6 separate regions of the Mus musculus genome follow, and regions 2, 3, 4, 5 and 6 are each linked to region 1. The links are chromatin contacts, called in public Hi-C, Micro-C and promoter capture Hi-C maps. All regions are on one chromosome and are shown on one strand. The core of a region is the stretch at or near the end of the contact, and the rest is flanking DNA. Distances in the headings are between cores, read along the strand shown.

Region 1 (3,236 bases), core at 506-3,005:
TTCATGTTTTAAATACATATTTAACGGATGGCTGCAGAGCCAGCTGGGAAACACGCGGGTCGGAAAACAATGCTTCAGAAGGCACGAGATGAGGGGCAAACGCGCCAGCCCACTGACACTCGAGGGTGGACCCCAGGGGGGGGGGCGGGGGAGAACTTAGCACGAAATGAGGAGCAATCGCCTGAGTTTTCATGCCTGTTCTGACTTTGCTACAAGAAGACCAATTACTGTTTGTCTGCTTGCTTGTTAAAACTACATATGCGAATTCAAATACCAAGCAATGAGAAGTAACGAGAAAAGACCGTTAAAACTCCGTGAGAAGGAATTGGCGCTTATGTTTGGGGGGTGGAGGAGAGGTAGCACCCGAGATCTGTAAAAAATAAATATCCCAACAAACAAACAAAACGCATTTGAGCTGGAAATGTCCGGATGTGAGAAACAGTTGGGGGTGGGGATACAACCTACTGCCCCCATGCTTGGGCACTGCCAATTGCTCGCATCCATCCACGGTAGGCAGGGTCACCTGTATGGGCCTGGCCGTATTTTCTCCTGGAGGCTTGCTGAAATCAATTCCTAGGTTTTCACTTCCATAAAATGGGTGAGTGTATAGTTATCTCTAGACTTCCCCAGGCAATTCACCCAGATCCAGTTTCTCAGCTTTGTATGTGTGTGTGTGTGTGTGTGTGTGTGTGTGTGTGTGTGAGAGAGAGAGAGAGAGAGAGAGAGAGAGAGAGAGAGAGAGAGAGGCTGCTACCTATAAAAGACGTCCCAAGGCAGCTAGGAGTGTGTTTCAAGTATCAACTCCCATCCACAGCGGAGAGCCTCCGATAATTCTTTGCAAATAATGTTGCCTCTACTCCAAGGCTTGGGCACCAAGATGTTGGAAGTTCAGTGGCTGGGTTTCCCTGAAAATGAATGAGGTGGAAGTCGTTAACCATCGATGCGTTGGCGCTTTGACTGTATTGAAAATAGCTCTCCGGAGCTTCTACACAATCTAAACTTTATAATGAATTGCGATTTCTTCCCAGAGTGCTAAGAACCTTTCTCTGCTTCCTTGCCCGCCCCGTGCTCTCCAAGGCCATGCCCCCACCTGGGGGCGCTACCGCCTGTCCCCAAAGCTGCAGCAACTGCCACTAAGTAGAAAGGAGCTAAGGGAGTGGGGGCCTTCTGCGCCGCTAGTGTTTTCTTATGCAACCACAAATGGTCACAGTTTGATGAAAATCACTCGATAGGTCGGCAGCGGGAAACAGGAGGAGGCGGGAGGGCTAGCAAAAACTCCAGGTGTGGCAAGCAACCTCGGTGTTCATTCTCAGCCATAGAACTGGTTGGCCATCGGACGAGTTTGCAGATTCCCCGTCTCACTCCGTACCCTGGCCTGACGCTACAGTGACAATATTTATATTGAAAGTTGCAGGCGTTCCCTCTCTGCCAGGGTCCCCAGACTTCTTTAGCAGCCCCGCTAGCCCACCCGCTTCTTCAGCTCGCCCTTTCCTCTCCCTGCCCAGGTCCCTCCTCCCATCCCTCCTCGCGAATCTCTCTACCGCGGGCGCCCATTGGCTGTGTGCTGAGAGGAGGCGTGTGCCGGGCCCGGCGGGTTTCATTGAGCGGAATTAGCCGGGTGACATCAGCTTCGCAGCCCCTCGGGCCGGCCCAGCTCATTGGCGCCTCTGCCCCTCCAGGAAAAGCACATTGTTCCCGCCCCCCGCCCGGACCACCGCCACCGCCGTCGCTGCTGCCTCCACCCAGCTATAAAAACCAGCGGAACCCCGAAAGGTGTGGATGCTTATTACAGACCGAGCCAACACCAGCGCCCAGAGCCAGGTTCTCCTCCGCAGCGAGCACCTCAAATCTAATTCACAGTAAGTGTCCCCGCCCCTTAACTGCTCCAGCCTAAACCCCGAAGACCGACTTCTCCAAAGTGGCTAGGATTTAGGATGCACCCTACAGTGCTGGCCTACTGGCCGAGATCCCGCCCCAATAGGTACTAATGACTGCCTGGGTGTCTACACTCACCGCAGCATCCCAGGCTCCAATAACTCCTGTTGCGAGTCCGCAAGCTAGCCGCGCGGTCGTAGAACCAGCGCTTAGAAAGTGAATCCAATGCGGGCTGCCAGTGCGTGTGTTCACGCTTGCCGGCGTTTGCTGCGTGTGTAGATGGCGTTAAAGGCAGATGCGTCTGAGCACCAGATAGAAAATACTTCTCTATTCAGATCTCCGGTCCAGAGAAAAGTCCTCATTTATTCCAGGCCGGACTGAAGAAATAAAACCTCTAGAATGTCCCTCATTGAGGGCCACCCAGAAGTCCCTGAAATAAAGTAACCGGTGGATGAGTGGGGAGGAGAGAGATTAGGATAACTTGCATGCCCCGGGCTGCTAGAAGGCCAGACTGCCGCGGCGTAGATGCCAACCACCTTTGCGGGTTCCTGGAGCTGCCGTGCAGGCGGGGACGGCGATTGTCTCACTTCTTTCTCCACACCCTGTGTGTCTGTCTGTCTGTCTCTGTGTATGTGTGTGTCTGTGTCTGTGTATCTGTCTGGTTCTCTCCTCAAGTTCGGAAGGTTGAAAAAAGAAGGATCATTCGAGAGCTTAGATCATCCCTGGGGCCATGGACTCGGACGCCAGCCTGGTGTCTAGTCGCCCATCGTCCCCAGAACCCGATGATCTTTTTCTGCCCGCCCGGAGCAAGGGGGGAAGCAGCAGCGGCTTCACAGGAGGGACTGTGTCCTCGTCCACGCCGAGCGACTGCCCGCCAGAGCTGAGCTCCGAGCTACGAGGGGCCATGGGCGCGTCAGGCGCGCATCCCGGGGACAAACTGGGCGGCGGTGGCTTCAAGTCATCTTCCTCCAGCACCTCCTCGTCCACGTCCTCGGCGGCCACGTCTTCCACCAAGAAAGACAAGAAGCAGATGACTGAGCCCGAGCTGCAGCAGCTGCGCCTGAAGATCAACAGCCGCGAACGCAAGCGCATGCACGACCTCAACATCGCCATGGACGGCCTGCGGGAGGTCATGCCTTACGCGCACGGGCCGTCGGTGCGCAAGCTCTCCAAGATCGCCACGCTGCTGCTGGCGCGAAACTACATCCTCATGCTCACCAACTCGCTGGAGGAGATGAAGCGACTGGTGAGCGAGATCTACGGGGGTCACCACGCCGGCTTCCACCCATCGGCCTGTGGCGGGCTGGCACACTCGGCGCCTCTACCCACCGCCACGGCGCACCCCGCGGCCGCCGCGCACG
Region 2 (3,236 bases), core at 293-2,792, 420 kb before region 1:
AGGGAGAGAAAAATCCTGACATTATAGTCAAATAAAAATCTCCAAACTCCCACATTCACCCACTGACTTCAGCTTCGCAACGTCTTTCAATCACTTCATTAGTCATGTACCTGCCAACCTAGCTGTCCCCTGAAATGTAGACAGAAGCCTTTCAGGAACCGAGCTGGCGCTTTTCTTCTGCCAGGAAGGCTCCTTTCCCTATACAATTCTACAACTCATGAAAAACCTGCTTCCTTGGGGAAGCCTTCTTTGATTTCACAGATCAAGGTCCCAGGCCCATTAGGCACAATGGATAGCTGGCTCCTTCTGGAAGACCCGTGACTATGTGACTTTGCTGGTCACCTGCTTTCCCAAACTATCAGATTTGCAATGGCAAGACCTGTGCCAGGGTTTTATTCGCCCATTACATCTCTACCTAACAAACAGCAACTGCAATTAAATATCGAATAAGTGTGTGGGGCGCTAAATTCTGTGCTAGCAAAGGTGTCATCTTCTAAGCAAACGACCAAGGCGAGGCACCAAACGTTTAAAAATAAAAATTGTAAGAAAAACATTAGCTGAGAATACTTTTTGAGTCAGGGTCTCACTATATAGTGTTTACCGAGTCCCCTGGCTTGAGTTAGCCCAGGGCAGTTCAGGGAGACGGACAGCTTACTCTTCTTTGGACTGGCAGCAGCAGCAGCAGTCAGGAGTGCTCTGCCAACATGACACTGTCAGGATGGCACCAATTCTATCCTTAATCTTCAAATATTTCTAATGTTGGAAGTCAAGGTGTACTTGGTCTGGCACTTTCTAAGAAGATAAGGCTGGCCTTCAACTGACAGAAATCCTCTTGCCTCTTCCTCCCTCTAAAGTGCTGAATTAAAGGCACGAACCATCAAGCCCTGCGATAGTTTATTAACTTTGTAGTTTTGTTAACCTAAGAGAAATATTTCGCTGTCTTGTTTTTACCACCGCGTTGACGTCTGAACATGGTAACATGTTCAACTGTGGTTCTCCTCACAACCAATGTACTCCTTGCACGATTAGAAGTCGTTGTGAAGTGGTGTCACACTCTGCAGCGAGTGAAATTAAATTACAGAATCTGGCCCCTCTCGGTTACCGGTCCGGACAATCCTAGTCACTCGATTTAGTTGTAGGTCCTTATGGAACTTGTTACACGTGACATCCCGCCATTATCAGGGTTGACAGTTGGTTACTATGGGAACGGCTACTGACAGCCCAAGCAAGCTATCTCACTGAACTATTCTTGACTAACTCCGAGCCGGGCTCCGAGGCGCCGCTGTGCCGGCTACTGCCCCGAAGCTGAGGAGTCCGCTCCCACTCACCCGGTCCTGGGCCCTGCGCATCCTTCAGCAGGGTCTTGAACCGCACGCCCGTGAACTCCTCCGCTCGCGTTCGCTTGACTGTGCCAGCGGGGGACGCCGCGCTGCTGGGACCCTCTGACGCCTTCCTCTTGGGGACCCCCATGGCCCAAACCACCGGGCCAGCAAAACGGCACCCTCGGAAAACCCACGCGACCGGAAGCACCGGCGGCAAGGAAGGGGCGGGACTGGAAGGAAAGGCGGAGCCTATGAGGGGAAGCCGGTAAAAGAGCCGGTCTTCGGGTGAGAAAGGGCGGAAGGGGCGGGGCCTGCTGAAGGGGGCGTGGAGAAGGTAGAACACCTGGGGGCGGGGCCTTCTGGGGCGTGTCTCTGGGTGGTGTGGGCGTGGCTTGGTGCTTGGGTGGGGCCTGTAGGGCCTGGGATTTCCCCAAGGGTTCTCTGGCTGTGCTCTGCCTGCAAAGAAAAATCACATACCCGCCCTTAGCTGCAACAATCTGGGGCAGATGGATCAAAATGCTTCCCCTGCTCCCGCAACTCCCTGAGCAGGAAGAACTCCCAGACCCACAAAGAGCAGCACAAAGAGCTCAGATATTTAAAAATCTCTGAGCATTTTAATGATATCCTTTGAACAACTTCATGAGATTGATACTTCCTCAGTTCAAGCCCCCTGCGTGTAAGTGTAAGCCGGGTGAATTCCCGAGGGCTTGACATCAGGTGGACTTACCTCTGAAAAGCCCTAGCTTGGGAATGTGGTCCAGAGTGTCCGTAACCCTGAATCCCCAGTTTTTGTCACAACCCTAGCCAGAAGGCCTAGGCTGGTTAGATGTCATTTCAAGTAACCTCCATCCACGCTTGCTTCCCCCAAACCTTGATGCACTCCTTCTGTGGTGCTGAAGGCCAGGGGCGATCAAAGAAAGCAAGCATTTAAGAAAACCTCCTTGGACAGTGCCCGCATCTCAGCACCCTCGTTAAAAAGGAGACAACAAAGCCGGCTCTCCCCAGTCCTGGGCTGGAGAACGGCAAGTAATGTAATGTTTAAAGAACTGCTTTAAGGGGACAGAGAGTACGATACAGTTTTTATTTGTTGTAAGCTGTTGATTTACAGGCTGCATTCAATGCTCTGGCAAAAATGTGGGAAAGTAAAAACAGTCAGTTGCATAATTAAAAAAAACAGATCTTATCAATATCTTGGTATGTATTTAAAATTCCAAACTAGCCTGTTAGTTGGGAAATCGATGGTTTCTGAAATTCTCTGTCATATTCTTCTAGTCTAATAAGGCACACTTTTGGAAGCAAGTATCTTTTAAGCATCTAAGAATGTGGTCCCTGTCACTCCTATGATTTTAGAGTCCCTAAGAGAAAAACAAACAAACAAACAACAACAACAACACTTGCCTTTGACTTTGAGCCTGTAGCCTACAGAAACAACTGCATCTGTGGGAATCCCTAGGTCCCGGGCCTGTCAGAAAAATGAAGATGACTAAAACCATGAATAATTTTGAGAGAAGAGGCTGAAGACCGACTTGTGACCAATTGCCCATGTTGACACTCACCAGGACCCAAACAAAAGGCAGCAAGAAGAAGGAAGAAACAGTCTAAAGCCTTGAGTTTAGCTTATGTGATGTTGGGGGAAATTATCATCTCTCTGTACTAGTGGAAGTTATAAATAATTGGGGGTGGGGGTGTGGCTGGGAGGGTGATGGTCTCAGCTCAATCCCCAGAACTCACACGGTGAAAGGAGAGACCTCCTCTCACAAATTGCTTTGTGGCCTCTACATGCATGCTGTGGCAAGTCTCTCTCTCTCTCTCTCTCTCTCTCTCTCTCTCTCTCACACACACACACACACACACAGCTCACAAAATATTTTTTAAACCCACAAGAATTAGTGAGACCAGGGAACTTACCAGGGT
Region 3 (3,236 bases), core at 287-2,786, 390 kb before region 1:
AGACATCTGGAAGCTTCTACAGCCCCAACAGCACAATGCTGCCTGCCCCCATCCCTCAGGGAGCACGGTTCCCTTACTGGGCCCGCATCTTCATGCCCTGCCAAAGAACCTGACACACACTGGTAGCCAATCTAGATCTAGATGAGGGGATAAGATAGACGAATAGGAGGGACCCGAGGTCTGCACACTCTTTCTCCAGTGGTCTTTGTGAATTGAGCAACCTTACCTACTCTTCCAGCCTTAGTTTACCCAACATAAGACGTTCATATTAAACTTATATCCCATGATTATTGAGGCTGTGTTTTTAAAAAAGATTGTGTGTGTGTGGGGGGGGGGGCAGAGTAGAGTTCGAGTTCGTGGGTCCCCTGAGAGAGATTCAGGGTGGTTGCAAGCTGCCAGCGCTGGGTGCTGGAATCTGAACTAGTGTCCTCTGGAAAAGCAGCAAGTTCTATTAACCGCTGAGCCATCTCTCCAGCCCAAGGCTATGCAAACTGGGTCTCTCCATACAAACACCAGTATTTAGCATTTTCTTCCCACCCTCAGGATCTCAATTTGGGCGACCTAGCCCCCCGAAGGATGTGTGGCTGTCATCCTCCTAGAATCTAGTGGTCCAGCTCTGAGACAGTGCCACAGGGAGGCAGAGTGTCCTCTTGTTCTGCTGGCCTGGCCTCCGCACTCTGAGCTCTGCTCCCAGAGCAGGGCGGGGCTGGAAGCCTAGACCCGCCCTTGGGCCTCATTATCTACGTTTCCGCGTCAGGCGCGCTGGGTGAACTTGGCAAGCCCTCCCGGCGGTGGATGGGGAACACTTTGTGCCGAGCGCCCGCCCGCCCGCCGGGCCCTCCTCCTTCCCACCGGCGCCGCGGGGCCTGGACGCCTGCGCTGTTCTTAGGTCTGGGGTCTCTCGAGTGCCTAGCACCTGGCCCCGCAGCTCTGGACTCCCGCTCATCGTCCCTGGTGTCATCACCGATCTATTGGTCTACGGGTGTCCAAATGCGTAGACACCGCACGTAGTCAACAGGGTCATATAGATGCCGTGGCCCATTTTAAAACAAAGCTCAATTATAAGCGCTCAGCCGCTGTTTATTCCAGCCCAGTTTCAGATCCCCGAGGGCTGCTGTCAACTAGCACCCACAGGAAGCTCCATCCGAGCAAAAGGAACCTGGCTCGGAGCCTCGTGACTGGTTTGAGACTACCAGCTCCCTCAGGTCCGGACTGCTAGAGCCTAGGCAGATTTCTATGGTGGGCAGAAAGTTGAGGACCCAGTCTCCCATTCAGTGCGATCAGACGTACTGCGTGCTTGGTGGCTGAACAACAAGCGCTGAAGGTGGCAGAGACGGTAATGTCTCTATCTCCGGGACCTCACCTCCCACCCCCCTTCCCACGATCTCCGCTCCCCTCTAGCCAGGGCTGTACGCTGCTGCCTTGGTTCTAAAGTGCGTCACGGACGGGCACCAGCCGCGCTGCTCCACCGGCCTGGGTGAGGTTGGCGCCGAGCCAGCGCAAGCTGAGCCAGCAGCTCTTGACCATCACCCCGCCTAGAGACACCGGCGTGGAAAGCGCTCAAGCTGCGCAGCATCGGGTCGCTGCTGGAGACGCTCTCCGCTTTGGGCTCGGCGCCCCCGATCGGCCTCGGCCAAGCTCCGGAGCACGAGGTGACACCCCCTAAACTCCCTAGGCTGGCTCCCTAGGTTCATGGAGCCAGGAAGATTTCTTCTGAAGAAACTACGCCTCGGCCTCCCTGGGATCCTCGCCCCGCCCCGGGTCTCCGCCCCCTCCCCTTGGCTGGGGATCCCGGACCCGGCGGCGACCGCCTAAGAAGCTCCAGCAGCCTGGACAAGGAGGCGGCAGGGGGCCGGGAGCTGGTGGCTACAGACTCGCCCCGCCATGTGACGCGGTCCTCCTTGCCTGCGATCCCAGCGCCAGCGCCCGCGCCCAGCCGCGCCGCGCATCATGCTCCTGCCAGGACACCCGCGTCCACCACCCGCGCCCCAATCGGCGCAGAATCAGGGCCTCCGCAGGCAGGTAGAGCCTCCGGGGCAGCTTCTGCGCCTGTTCTACTGCACGGTCCTAGTGTGCTCCAAAGAGACCTCCGCGCTCACCGATTTCTCTGGTAAGAGCGCTCTTGCTTGCCTCGAGCCCGCGTTCCCCTAGCTGTTGCCCAGGTGAGTGGCCTCTGCATGGGGCACTACCTGGTTGGATTAAAGTTGAAGTGTTCTCCCTAACTAGTTATCTTGCCTCGTGGGAGCCCTTGGCATCTAGGTGGTGGTAGCAGGGAAGTCAGCCCTTATTAAGGCCGGGCTTATTTCGAGTTTCTCTAGGCTCTCTTGACTTTTGTTAGTTTCCTGGGCATCGGCGACGCAGCCCTGACCTTTGCATGTTCACCAGAGGACCCCTAAGCTGAGCCCGGACCCCTAAGCTGAGCCCGGACCCCTAAGCTGAGCCCGGACCCCTAAGCTGAGCCCGGACCCCTAAGCTGAGCCCGGTACCACGCCCAACTCTGGAAGATTGCCGTGGTCTGGACGAAGGGTTGCACTTGGCTGGCCACTCACACGATAAGGGTGCGTCCCAACCAGACTCCAGGGTACCCATGTAAGGAGACTTGTCCAGGGCACGTTGGACAGAAAGTCCAAGCCAGCCTCGAGGGGGGGAGCCTGGGAAGACTGGAGGTCTGGTGGAGATGCCCGGAGACTGATAGAAGCTGACAGAACAGAGACTGGACTCAGAGGCATGACTCTCCAACAAAAGGTGGCAGCACCCCCCCCCCAACACACACACACACACACACACACACACACACACACACACACACACGACTTTCTCCTGCCAAGTCAAAGATCAATGTGCTCTTTGGCGAATTCCTACCTGACCTCTGAGCAAAATACCTTAGCAAGGTGTGAGGCAAGGCTGCAGGTGGCAGTTAGTTGTGGGGATGGTTTTTAGAATCCATGCTCAAAGTGACAAATGTCTTTACCACTGCAACCGCCCCGGATCTCCATGTGCTCGGCATCTTTCTCCATCAACCCCAAGAAGCATCTATCTCTACCTACATCCTTTCTCTTGGGACCTTCTGCCTAGCTCAGGCTGGGCACAGACTCTAGCAACCCCCTTGCTACCGTTTTTTTTTTTTTTCTTTTCTTTTTCAGCATAATTGTGGTAAAGTCACCTGTCTGCTCCGCTCTGTTCTGCTCGTGTGACAGACTACTAGGCAAAGAAACTGGAAGTGCAGACTTGAGCTG
Region 4 (3,236 bases), core at 297-2,796, 370 kb after region 1:
AATTAAAAAAAAAAGAGTAGAACTGGGACATAAAGAGTGGAGAGTGAAGGAGAGAATTTTGAGGAACTCCCCCAGCCTTTTTTTCAAGACAGGGTTTCTCTGTATAGTCCTGGCAGTCCTGGAACTGGAGCTGTAGACAAGACTGGCCTCACCTGCCTGAGTGCTGGGATTTAAGGCGTGCTGGAGGGTTTCACTTTTTATTTGCTGTTTCTGTATTGTCTGAAAACTTTACTTGATAATCTTCTTCAATGTTTATTACATTAAAAGACACATAAGGACTAAGCAAGATTGATTCTTTAATCAATTGACCCCAGTAGTGAATTTAGAAAACCAAAACCAAAACCAAACAACGCAATAGCGTTGAAGGCTGCTGTCTAGCTGATAGAGGAAGAATGGGGAGGATCAAAGGGTGTGTCTCCTGAAGAGGAAAAAACTACATCCTCACCCCGTTCCGATTAAACCTGCTTTTCTTGAAGCATCGCTATGCAAATTAACCTCTGGGTTTCATTTTTAGGATCAGGAAGTCTTTGAACACTATGCTCGTTTAAGTGTTTAAATTGCTTGGCTCTGGTTTTTGGAAGCCGCACACAGGTAGAAAAGACAAACGAGAAAGGAGGATGAGAAGCCTGGGAATAAGCGCCCCTGGAATTATCTAGAAATGGGATTTGTGGTACAAATAGGGTGAAGAGTTGGAGCGCGAAGGATGCACGGGGGGGTAGGGGGGTGGATGTTGTTGAGGGTGAGCATATCTACTCCAGCGAGAGGTTTGAATTCCCACGCCCCTCCTCCCATCGCAGCAGCAAGGTGGAAGAGCGAGCCCAGCCCTCTGCTGCTACGGTCGGAAAGGTCACGTATCTACCCACCTCTCAGGCTCAAGTACCTTCCAGTGGTGAAAACCAACTTACTGGCTAAAGACCAAAATGGCCTAGCCTACAACGACCACTGCTCTGCTACTTCTCTGAAAAGGCCACTCGCCACTTAGGATGAATTCCCAAAGACTTCCCTCCCTCTCCTCCCTCTCCTCCCTCTCCTCCCTCTCCCCCCAGCGCTTGCAGGATGGAGGGGAAAGTCAAGGATACAAGGACAGTTCCTGGCAACGGCTCCGAGCAAACGGGAGGGTCGCTCGTCCCCAGACGCTCGTGGGGCCTCGGTGGCGGCTGCGGCGGTGCCCCACAGGACCTCCATCCCCTACCGATCGCCTTGGGGACCTCCCCAGACTCAGGACGAGATGCGCGGCGGAGCGGCCTGCCTCGGCTGAGCGCGGGTCACGGCGGCGTCAGGGCCACGGGGCGCCGAGAGGACGCGGGCGCAGGCCGGGCCCCGCCGGTCGCCCGCGCGCTCCTTGGCACCGACACGGGCGGCGCCACAGAACCTCAGGCCGCGCCGGGCCGGCGCCCTGCGTTCGATCGGCAGATCACAGAAACCCGAGACCTGCCAACCGCACTCACCCGGCTACCTGCGAAGTCTACACCGAGCCCAGGCAGGAGCAGGGACGTCGAGGGCGCGCGTCTGTCCGGGAAGCAGCGGCCCGATCAACCTCAGTCCGGGAGCCGGGGGCCGGCGGCGGGCGGGAGGCCAGGGCGCCGGTGGGGCGGGGGCGAGGCGCCGTGCGCACCGCAGGAACCAATGGGATTGCAGCAAGTGGCCTGCGTGGGCGGGGCATAACCCCTGGAGGCGGGACCGGGACCTCAGAGGCGGAACGGGGCTGGACCCGTGCGCTCTGCGGAGACCAATCATAGTGCGACCGATTAGATAGAGGGCGGGGCTTGATTCCTGAGGGCGGGGCTGGCGCGGTGCTCTACCTGCGTCCTGGAGCTGAGGTCCGGACCTCTCCTGCTGCGGTTTGCGGTAGTAGTGTAAACTCAAGCGCCTCAGCATCGGTGAGAGCACCGGTACGGGGAACCCAAGCCTATTACGCAAGGTCCTCTTGCATATCAGCAGTTGAGCATTGTTCACCAGCTGCCGAGAGTCGAGAACGCACTCCAAGACGTTCAAAAACCAAGACCTCAGAAGATGAAGTTACAGGTCCAGGGATCCCAGTCAGTACTGGTTTTCTGAGGGTACCCGCAAAGCAAAGCTACATAGCTATTTCAGCCTGATTCCTTTTTCCGTCTATCCAAATAGATTTTTGGCTTGTTTTGGGAGCAAATCTTTACTTATCTCCTTTAGAGATACTGCCTCTGGATTTTTCAGCATAACTTCAAAAACCACATTTCCTACAGAATATAAATGCAGTTAAAGAAAGATGCAAAGTCCAAGTTACTACTACATTGAAGGTAAAAACACACTTCACCTAGATAGAGTAAAGCAAAAAGATTTTTGTGTCACGTAACTGTCACAAATGACATCCTGGATCCTGTTACTCCTGTAGTTCTTGTATATAATCTAGGATTTAGGTATTCAATAAATATTCACTGCATAAATTCCTTTTTGGAGTATGGGATTATGCACACACACTAACAAGCAAGAGGGGCAGCAGAAGGGAACATCTTTAGGTATCTGTCCCAGAGCTAGGGAATGTAGTTCAGTTGGTACATTATTTAGCCTTAAATACATAAGGCTCTGGCTTGTATCCCAAGCATCATATAAACAGGTGTGGTGATACATGCCTGTGATCCCTGCATTCCAAAATGTCTCAGCTTGGGTATGATCATGGTCTCAAGCATATTTCTATTTCCAGTCAGACTGGATTACACAGCAAATTCAAGACCAAACCGAGCCGGGCGTGGTGGCGCACGCCTTTAATCCCAGCACTTGGGAGGCAGAGGCAGGTGGATTTCTGAGTTCCAGGCCAGCCTGGTCTACAAAGTGAGTTCCAGGACAGCCAGGGCTATACAGAGAAACCCTGTCTCGAAAAAAACAAAAACAAAAACAAAACAAAACAAAACAAAACAAAAGATCAAGCTGAAGTGAGGTCCTGTCTCAAAACTACTGGAGGATCTGGGATATAGTGTAGTAGTAGTGCGTTGCCTGTCCAGAATGTGCCGTCTGCTTTCACTTCTCCATCAGTTAAAAAGGGGGGCAAGGGGGACTGGGAAGATGCTCTACCGGAGGACCCAGAGTGGGGCTCACATCCACCTGTAACTCCAGATCCAGGGGCCACCTTCCTCTTCTGGATTCCCTGGACATCAAGCATGCAAATGGTGCACATATATGCATTCAGGCAAAACAAAAATACACAGGCTGGAGAGATGGCTCAATGGTTAAGAGCACCAACTGCTCTTCCAGAGGTCCTG
Region 5 (3,236 bases), core at 417-2,916, 340 kb after region 1:
CAGAAAGATGTTCCTACTGTCTCTTCCCTTAGTTCTTCAAAGCCATGGGGACAACACAGTCCACAAATGAGTCACACTGGCCCAGTATCCCAGCGGGCCACCAACCATGTTATCCAGGACCATACCTGAGCTGACTGCCACCCTTGCCCAGCTTCCCAAAGGCACCTTTTAAGCCCTTTGACACTATTTAACATTTAGGAAAGGGTGTCCAGCCCACCCCTTCCCCCTCCTACCCTACTGCCCCTCGAGGTTCCCCCACACACAGTGGCACATGGCGCCCACGTGGTCCGCTGTGAGGAGCCCCCGCCCACAGGCTTGTCCTGACAGTGGGAGAGGAGACTCAGGCTTGCTGGCACAGCCACTGTATCCTCTGTTGGGTGCTGAGACCTTAGGGAGAAGCAGGGAGCCTCTCTAATGAGAGACATTGTGTATCCGACATCTTGGTTGGCGAGGGGTTGGGGGCATTAAGGGTTAAAAGGACAGGGCTGGGCCTAGGACTCAGTAGTGAGTGCTTGCCTTGAGTTCCATTAGGCACCCCCCACCACCCCCCACTCCCACTAAAGCCCCTCCACTTGGGGGAGGGGGATTAGTTCCAACTGTAGTCAAGTTGACAACCAAGAGTAGCCATCACAAACTGTTTTGGGGGTGAGACTGGTCTGTTGTCCTGAGGCAGGAGGTGGCTGTGGTTGAGCCCCAAAGGGCAGCCAAATGGGCCAAAGGTGACAAGAATGCCAGCAGGGAGCATGGAGCCCAAGCTCAGAGCAAACACTTCCTAGAAGTGGGGTGTGGGCGGGCTATCCAAGCTTATTCTCTGAGTGAGGGGCTAACCTGGATGCCTTCATCTACTGAGAATTCAAACTGCTTCAAATGGCCATATTTGTTGTAGTTAGTTTTTTGAGACAAGAATCTTACCAGGTAGCTCTGGCTGGTGTGGAGCCATCTATATGGGACAGACTGGCTGTGTGGATCAAGATATCTTCAACATCACAGGGCATGTGTCACCACGCCCAGAGGAAACAGAAAAGCAGTTTTACAGCCCTCTTTACCATTGCATTACCATAACAACTCAGGTCATTATTGAGAACAATGTTTAGCCAATTAAAAGTCTGAAGTCCGGTTTTATTTATGGCCTGGGTGGACCTGTGCCTCTGGTGCCAAGTGCAGGAGGATACAGAATTTTTAAAGGCAAAAAGCACAAAGACCGTACATCTAAGGTGACAAGCAGAGTAACCTTGAAACACTCATTCCTGGCAGAACATAGTAATTATTTTAGACATAACTTGGCAGTTATTTTTGAGTTATCTCTTTTCTAGTTGTTTTAGTTTCATTATTTTGGTTAATACATCTGGACCATGGTGGAGGGCCATGGAAACCTCAAATGTGTCTCCAAGGAAGATGCGACATTGGGGGGGAGGGGCTGAGGGCTGAGAACTATGTAAAGAAACAGGAGATAAACGGAGTCAGAACAGCAAGGCGGACAGAGGTCCTTCACCATCTATTTTTAATTAAAAAAAAAATGCTTCGGTCTGCCTTGTAAAATAAACAACTAGCCAGTAGGATTGACTCCTGTGCTAACTTGAAACTTTAATTTCTAATCGGAAACCCATCACCTATGAGATAGGCTGGGCTCTCTCTTAGCATAGAGCAGCTGTAACCAGTCTCTATCCACTAACCACACCCATTCCCTGCTGTTCTCCAGTTGTGGGTCCACAACCATTTTTACATCTTTAAAGGGCTGGAGGGACAAACAAAAGATAAGGGCCGAGAATGTGGCTCAGCGGTCAAGGGCCTGCTGCCCGTCCAGAGGACCTGGGTTTTGGTTTCCAGCACCCACACGGGGTAGCTCCCAACCACCTGTAACTCCAGCTCTAGAGGACCTGACACCCTCCTCTAACCTCTGTAGGTACCTGCGCACGCAGGGCGAACATACAAACACTACACAAATAAATAAAAATAAAAAATACAAAGATAACACTTCAAACCACATGAAAATAATTTGGAGTTACACCCAGTTTGGCTCCGTTGTTCACTCGAGGTCTGCGGCCACCTTTGCACCACCAGGCGGACTTGAGTTGCTATAGAATATATGGCTCACAGAGCCTGAGGTTTACACCTGGCCCTCTGTGCCAAGCTTGCTGGCGTAGTTAATGACAGGGTCACTATACAGTCACAAAGAGATCCACTCTTATCATCAAGGTTTATGATGTAGGGTCAAAGGTCATAAATCATAAGAGGGCACACTGCATTCTTGTGTGCATACCATAAAGCACATTATGGGTCAGGAAAGGCTGCGTGCGCACAGTTTAGGAGAGTGCAAGGTTGCTCATCCCAAGCTGATAGGACCAAGCTGGACCAAGCACTAACCTGTAAGGAACCTCTCTCTTTAAGTCACCTTACTTCCAAGTGCAACAGATTTTCTTCCTGAATAAGCAGACACAATTTCTGTGCCTGTGGTTGTCAGGGACACAGGCTTAGTGTTGCAGGGATCAGTCTGCAACACAGTGTCAACTGCTCGCTTCACACCCACAAGAACAAGGTCAGGTAGGATTTTATTGCTGTTACTTCACTGTAAGACTTTAGTTACTCAAAATAAAGCATTCATCTGTACATTCAGTGTTCCCAGCTGGAGGTAACCACAGCTCCAGGAGCATGGGAACATCATGAGAACCGGCTTATGTCCACTGTACAGCCACTGCCGAGCTGGGGGCCGGGGGAGGGCAGTAAACCTACATCAAAGGGCTTTCAAGTTTCAGATGCTCCAAAAGTCAAAGCTCCCACAATGTCTACCCCAGCATAGCATCCCTACCCCAACATAGCATCTGTCTTAGTCAGGGTTTCTATTCCTGCACAAACATCATGACCCAGAAGCAAGTTGGAGAGGAAAGGGTTTATTCAGCTTACATTTCCAAATTGCTGTTCATCACTAAAGGAAGTCAGGACTGGAACTCAAGCAGGTCAGGCAGCAGGAGCTGATGCAGAGGCCATGGAGGGATGTTCTTTACTGGCTTGCCTTGCCTGGCTTGCTCAGCCTGTTTTCTTATAGAACCCAAGACTGCCAGCCCAGAGATGGCACCACCCACAAGGGGACCTCTCTCCCTTGATCACTAATTGAGAAAATGCCCCACAGCTGGATCTCATGGAGGCACTTCCCCAACTGAAGCTCCTTTCTCTGTGATAACTCCAGCTGTGTCAAGTTGACACACAAAACCAGCCAGTACAGGATTCCCTACCCCAGC
Region 6 (3,236 bases), core at 316-2,815, 320 kb after region 1:
TGCTGTGTCCACAATAAGCCTACCTCCAAAGGGGAGAAGCAATGGGGAGGTAAGAGAGAGAACACAGAAATGGCGGCACACAGCACAATCAAAGCAGTTGCTCAGAGGGACAGACAGAGCCAGGAGTGCTACACACACAGGAAATGCCAGACCGGAGTTCCTGTTATCTTCCGCTGCCAGCTGCCAGATCTCAACAGAAGACTCAGCTATCAACGACATCAGGGTTCCTCTAGGCAGGAAGGGCAAGAGAGTGGATGCCAGCACCTAGCTGGCCTTGCCCTGACAAAGTTGCCTTGGGGAAAGGAGAGAAACGCTTGTCTTTGGGGGGTTGTATGCTTGAGGCATGGGGTACAGATCCAGGGAATATGCCCTTAGCACTGTGCTGAGGGAGGGAGATTCTAGACAGGGGTGTGGTAGGGAGTGGGGTGAGGCAGTAGTAGCACTTCCAAAGGCTTACCATTTGGGGTCAAGACCACAGGCTGAAAAGCTTAGTGATCACAGGTCCTTCGTGGCTTTAGCTGAGTCCTTTTCCTTACCCTGTCTCATAAAAATAAAACATGCCGGGGGCAGGGCACGGGGCACTCAGAGGGGTATACTTATAATCCACAGCCTGTGTGGTTAGGTTTTCTCTCCTCTGCGGTTTTCAACACGTCCTGTTGAGAGGATCCCCACAGCCCTCCTCTTCTCCTTGGCATGTAAGTACATTTCTGGGTCTTGAAATTCTCAAGTCATAGTTCAAATTTTTGCTAGATAATTTCATCACGTATTTTTATAACAGGCCAACTTCTGGAGCCACAGGCACAAGGGAAGGGTTTGGGGGCCCACGACTAACCCCTGAGAGGTAGAGATGTGAGGATCTGTGAAGTTCAAGGCCAGCTTCAACTACAGTTTAAAGTGGCTTCCTAAGACTGAGGCCTCAGCGGTTAGGAGCAATAGCTGCGGTTCGATGACCCCTTTCTTTGACTCTTGTCTCCCTCTAACCATTCCTTTCGTTGCCCCCTTTTTTGTGGCCGAGGTGTGAACGTCTCTGCCAACAGGCTGGCCACTGGGGAAGGCTCAGGCTGGGAGCCTATCCCTGCCCTGCTCTGGGGTCACTTCCTCGTAGCTTCACAGCCACAGAGGGCCAAACCCACAGACTATTAAGCAACCAGTACAGTTCCTCTAGCTTTTCTTCCTCTGTGACACCACGGCCTAGAGGGTCCTCTCTGCTATACCCTTAAGTAGCCCTTTGCTTAAAAGGATTCAAAGCTTAGCACGATCTTTCCGGTCATTAAAGAGAACAGAATTCAAAATAAATGGGTCCTTAAATCGTACGTGGCGGGAGTCCGAAGTGGGGTGGGGTAGGGTGGGGATGGGTGTCCACGGGTCTCTCCAGAAGGATGGTACTAGAGATCTCTGGCCACACATTGGAGGTCGGCTCGGCGAGGTGTGGCCGGAGTCACCGGGGCTGTGTGCTGGGCTGCGGGGGCCGCGGTTCCCGGGAACACCGGGGAAAGTCCCCACGGGCCGGGCGGGGGCGGGGCCGGGCGCGGTGGGGGCGGGGCGGGACGCAGGCGGGGCGAGGCGGCTCTGCGGCTAGGCTGGGGAAGAGGCGGGCGCTCGGCTCGCCATGGCCGCTGCGGTGCGAGTCTGAGCGGCGTCCACCCCGCGGTCCCGGGCCGCCCGGGCCATGCGGCCTTTGCCACTGTGGCTGCCGTCGCTGCTGCTCTGTGGGCTCGGTGCCGCGGCGTCCTCGCCAGGTAAGCGCGACCCAGGAGACCCCCCACCCCACCCCCGACTCCTCGGGCTCTCCTGGGTGTCGCGTCCGCGCGTGGGTGGCTCCGGGAGCTTGCACCCGGCACAGGGTGGGGTTCTGCAGTCGTTCCCGATCTGCGGGTGACCGCGATCGGACGGGGCACCGACCAGGAGGAATCTGCAAGAGGGAGCTGCAGTGAGTGTAGCGTGGACCACGGGGAATTCCAGGCCTGGAGGTGGAGAGCCCAGTTCGTCTTTGGCTCCTTGGTGCCAGGGAGATCAGCTGACGGGCAGGACCAGTATTTGTCTGGGCAGCCTATAAAATCCTCGTACTCAGTTCCTCGGGATCTTATAGATGGGGAGCAGAAATGCCTGTGTCCCCTCCAGTGTATGGGGACAGAGGGTCAGCTGAGGCACACTTTTAATCTCAGCTCTATCCTACTCCGCCCACACAGCCCTTTACCGGGGTTCAACTTCCCACTTTTGTCACCAACCTGACTGTATTTATGAGCCAGTCATCAAAACCAACAAAAGAAAGACATCACTAACCAAGAACATTCTTCCTACGTGATTATATTTTGCTGGGTTCTTTCCCGTGCAGAGATCATATCAAAGCTTGGATATCTGGAGTCCACAGTGGTAGTGGGGTGCACCCTTGTGAAAACACAGAACTCAGGATGAGAAAAAGGGGTCCTGAAGTTTCTGGCCGGCCGGGCCGGCTTGGTTTACTCAGTGGGTCTTGCTGTTGTTGTTTATTTTGTTTTTTTTATAGTTTGGCCATTAGTTAAATAAGCCTACGAATTGGGACGTTCCCTCCCATTGGAAGTGGTGTTGAGGAGTTAGTTGGTCCTCTGTCAGCATCCCTGCAAAGGCCCTTAAGTTCCCTTTCTCCTTAAGGGCAGAGGAGCACAGGAGGATGAGTGGGTTACGCAGTTAACTTGTTCTCCTGGAGTCAGACAAAGACTTTAAACCCTGGCTCTGATGTTCCCCATTTTGCCTTGAGCAATCTGTGTCTGACACACCCACACACACAGGTCTCCTTTGGAGGAGAGCCTGCGATTGTCTGAGATGTCTGTGAACTATGTGTTCAGAAGTTGATAGGCGTATTTAGAAACTTTACAACAGACATTTTTCTAATGATTAACTTTTTATTATGCTCCACAAAAGTCGTGGTCTGTGGCTCATTAACAACAAATTGGATCCTTAGATATTTTGAAAATGGTAGCCTTTTGTAAATTTCTTAGACTCTCATGCCACTCTTAACGCGAAATTTTCACACTTTTTTTTTAAAAGAAAAACTAGGATATGTTTAAAAGAAACCCTTTTAGTCACAGTGCAGAGTGAAAATATTGACATTGTTCTTGCGGCCAACAGGTAATGAGAAGATTCCCATAACTGTTCCATAGGTTATGAATGGCCCTCAGGAATCATAAAATTGCTTTTAACAACATATTCATGTTTTGCCTGCATGTCTATGTATGTCTATGCACCACTTGAGTTCC

The links. Promoter capture Hi-C pulls out the DNA fragments that hold promoters and counts their contacts. Hi-C and Micro-C count contacts between places; a contact is called where the count stands out from the background.
Region 2: a contact with region 1 is called in a promoter capture Hi-C map of stem cell-derived epiblast-like cells, with 2.2 times the contacts expected there. The contact joins the promoter of Urb1 here to the promoter of Olig2 in region 1. A contact is called at or near these places in 4 of 39 promoter capture datasets (cranial neural crest, embryonic stem cells and stem cell-derived epiblast-like cells), 8 of 484 Hi-C or Micro-C datasets (all in embryonic stem cells) and 1 of 115 datasets of contacts at active chromatin or transcription factors (embryonic stem cells).
Region 3: a Hi-C map of embryonic stem cells shows a contact between it and region 1, with 2.8 times the contacts expected there. The contact joins the promoter of Eva1c here to the promoter of Olig2 in region 1. A contact is called at or near these places in 4 of 39 promoter capture datasets (cranial neural crest and embryonic stem cells), 12 of 484 Hi-C or Micro-C datasets (all in embryonic stem cells), 3 of 115 datasets of contacts at active chromatin or transcription factors (all in embryonic stem cells) and 1 of 9 other capture datasets (embryonic stem cells).
Region 4: a contact with region 1 is called in a Hi-C map of embryonic stem cells, with 2.5 times the contacts expected there. The contact joins the promoter of Tmem50b here to the promoter of Olig2 in region 1. A contact is called at or near these places in 5 of 484 Hi-C or Micro-C datasets (B cells and embryonic stem cells) and 1 of 115 datasets of contacts at active chromatin or transcription factors (large pre-B cells).
Region 5: a contact with region 1 is called in a Micro-C map of embryonic stem cells, with 2.1 times the contacts expected there. The contact joins the enhancer-like site here to the promoter of Olig2 in region 1. A contact is called at or near these places in 2 of 39 promoter capture datasets (cranial neural crest and embryonic stem cells), 3 of 484 Hi-C or Micro-C datasets (the G1E-ER4 cell line, cerebellum and embryonic stem cells) and 1 of 9 other capture datasets (embryonic stem cells).
Region 6: a contact with region 1 is called in a promoter capture Hi-C map of embryonic stem cells. The contact joins the promoter of Ifngr2 here to the promoter of Olig2 in region 1. A contact is called at or near these places in 3 of 39 promoter capture datasets (cranial neural crest and embryonic stem cells), 4 of 484 Hi-C or Micro-C datasets (the MNK3 cell line, cerebellum and embryonic stem cells), 2 of 115 datasets of contacts at active chromatin or transcription factors (bone marrow-derived dendritic cells and embryonic stem cells) and 1 of 9 other capture datasets (embryonic stem cells).

What each region holds. Positions count from the first base shown.
Region 1 is chr16:91,223,795-91,227,030 of GRCm38.p6, forward strand. Olig2 (oligodendrocyte transcription factor 2) reads left to right here and starts at 1,756. Exons shown (of 2, transcript NM_016967.2): 1 at 1,756-1,859; 2 at 2,551-3,236. The coding sequence starts at 2,606.
Region 2 is chr16:90,808,871-90,812,106 of GRCm38.p6, forward strand. It overlaps Urb1 (URB1 ribosome biogenesis 1 homolog (S. cerevisiae)), which reads right to left and starts at 1,543. Exons shown (of 39, transcript NM_029497.1): 1 at 1,329-1,543. The coding sequence starts at 1,470.
Region 3 is chr16:90,829,323-90,832,558 of GRCm38.p6, forward strand. It overlaps Eva1c (eva-1 homolog C (C. elegans)), which reads left to right and starts at 1,537. Exons shown (of 8, transcript NM_001199210.2): 1 at 1,537-2,110. The coding sequence starts at 1,951.
Region 4 is chr16:91,596,134-91,599,369 of GRCm38.p6, forward strand. It overlaps Tmem50b (transmembrane protein 50B), which reads right to left and starts at 1,547. Exons shown (of 7, transcript NM_030018.3): 1 at 1,449-1,547.
Region 5 is chr16:91,564,070-91,567,305 of GRCm38.p6, forward strand. No RefSeq gene overlaps it. Among named protein-coding and RNA genes, the nearest start is that of Ifngr2, 19 kb to the left of the region's middle. Within about 2 kb of position 1,667, at least 28 of the 459 cell types and tissues checked have an H3K27ac peak or open chromatin away from gene starts, as enhancers often do. A contact at or near this core is called in embryonic stem cells, where this site is marked.
Region 6 is chr16:91,545,494-91,548,729 of GRCm38.p6, forward strand. It overlaps Ifngr2 (interferon gamma receptor 2), which reads left to right and starts at 1,566. Exons shown (of 7, transcript NM_008338.4): 1 at 1,566-1,739. The coding sequence starts at 1,670.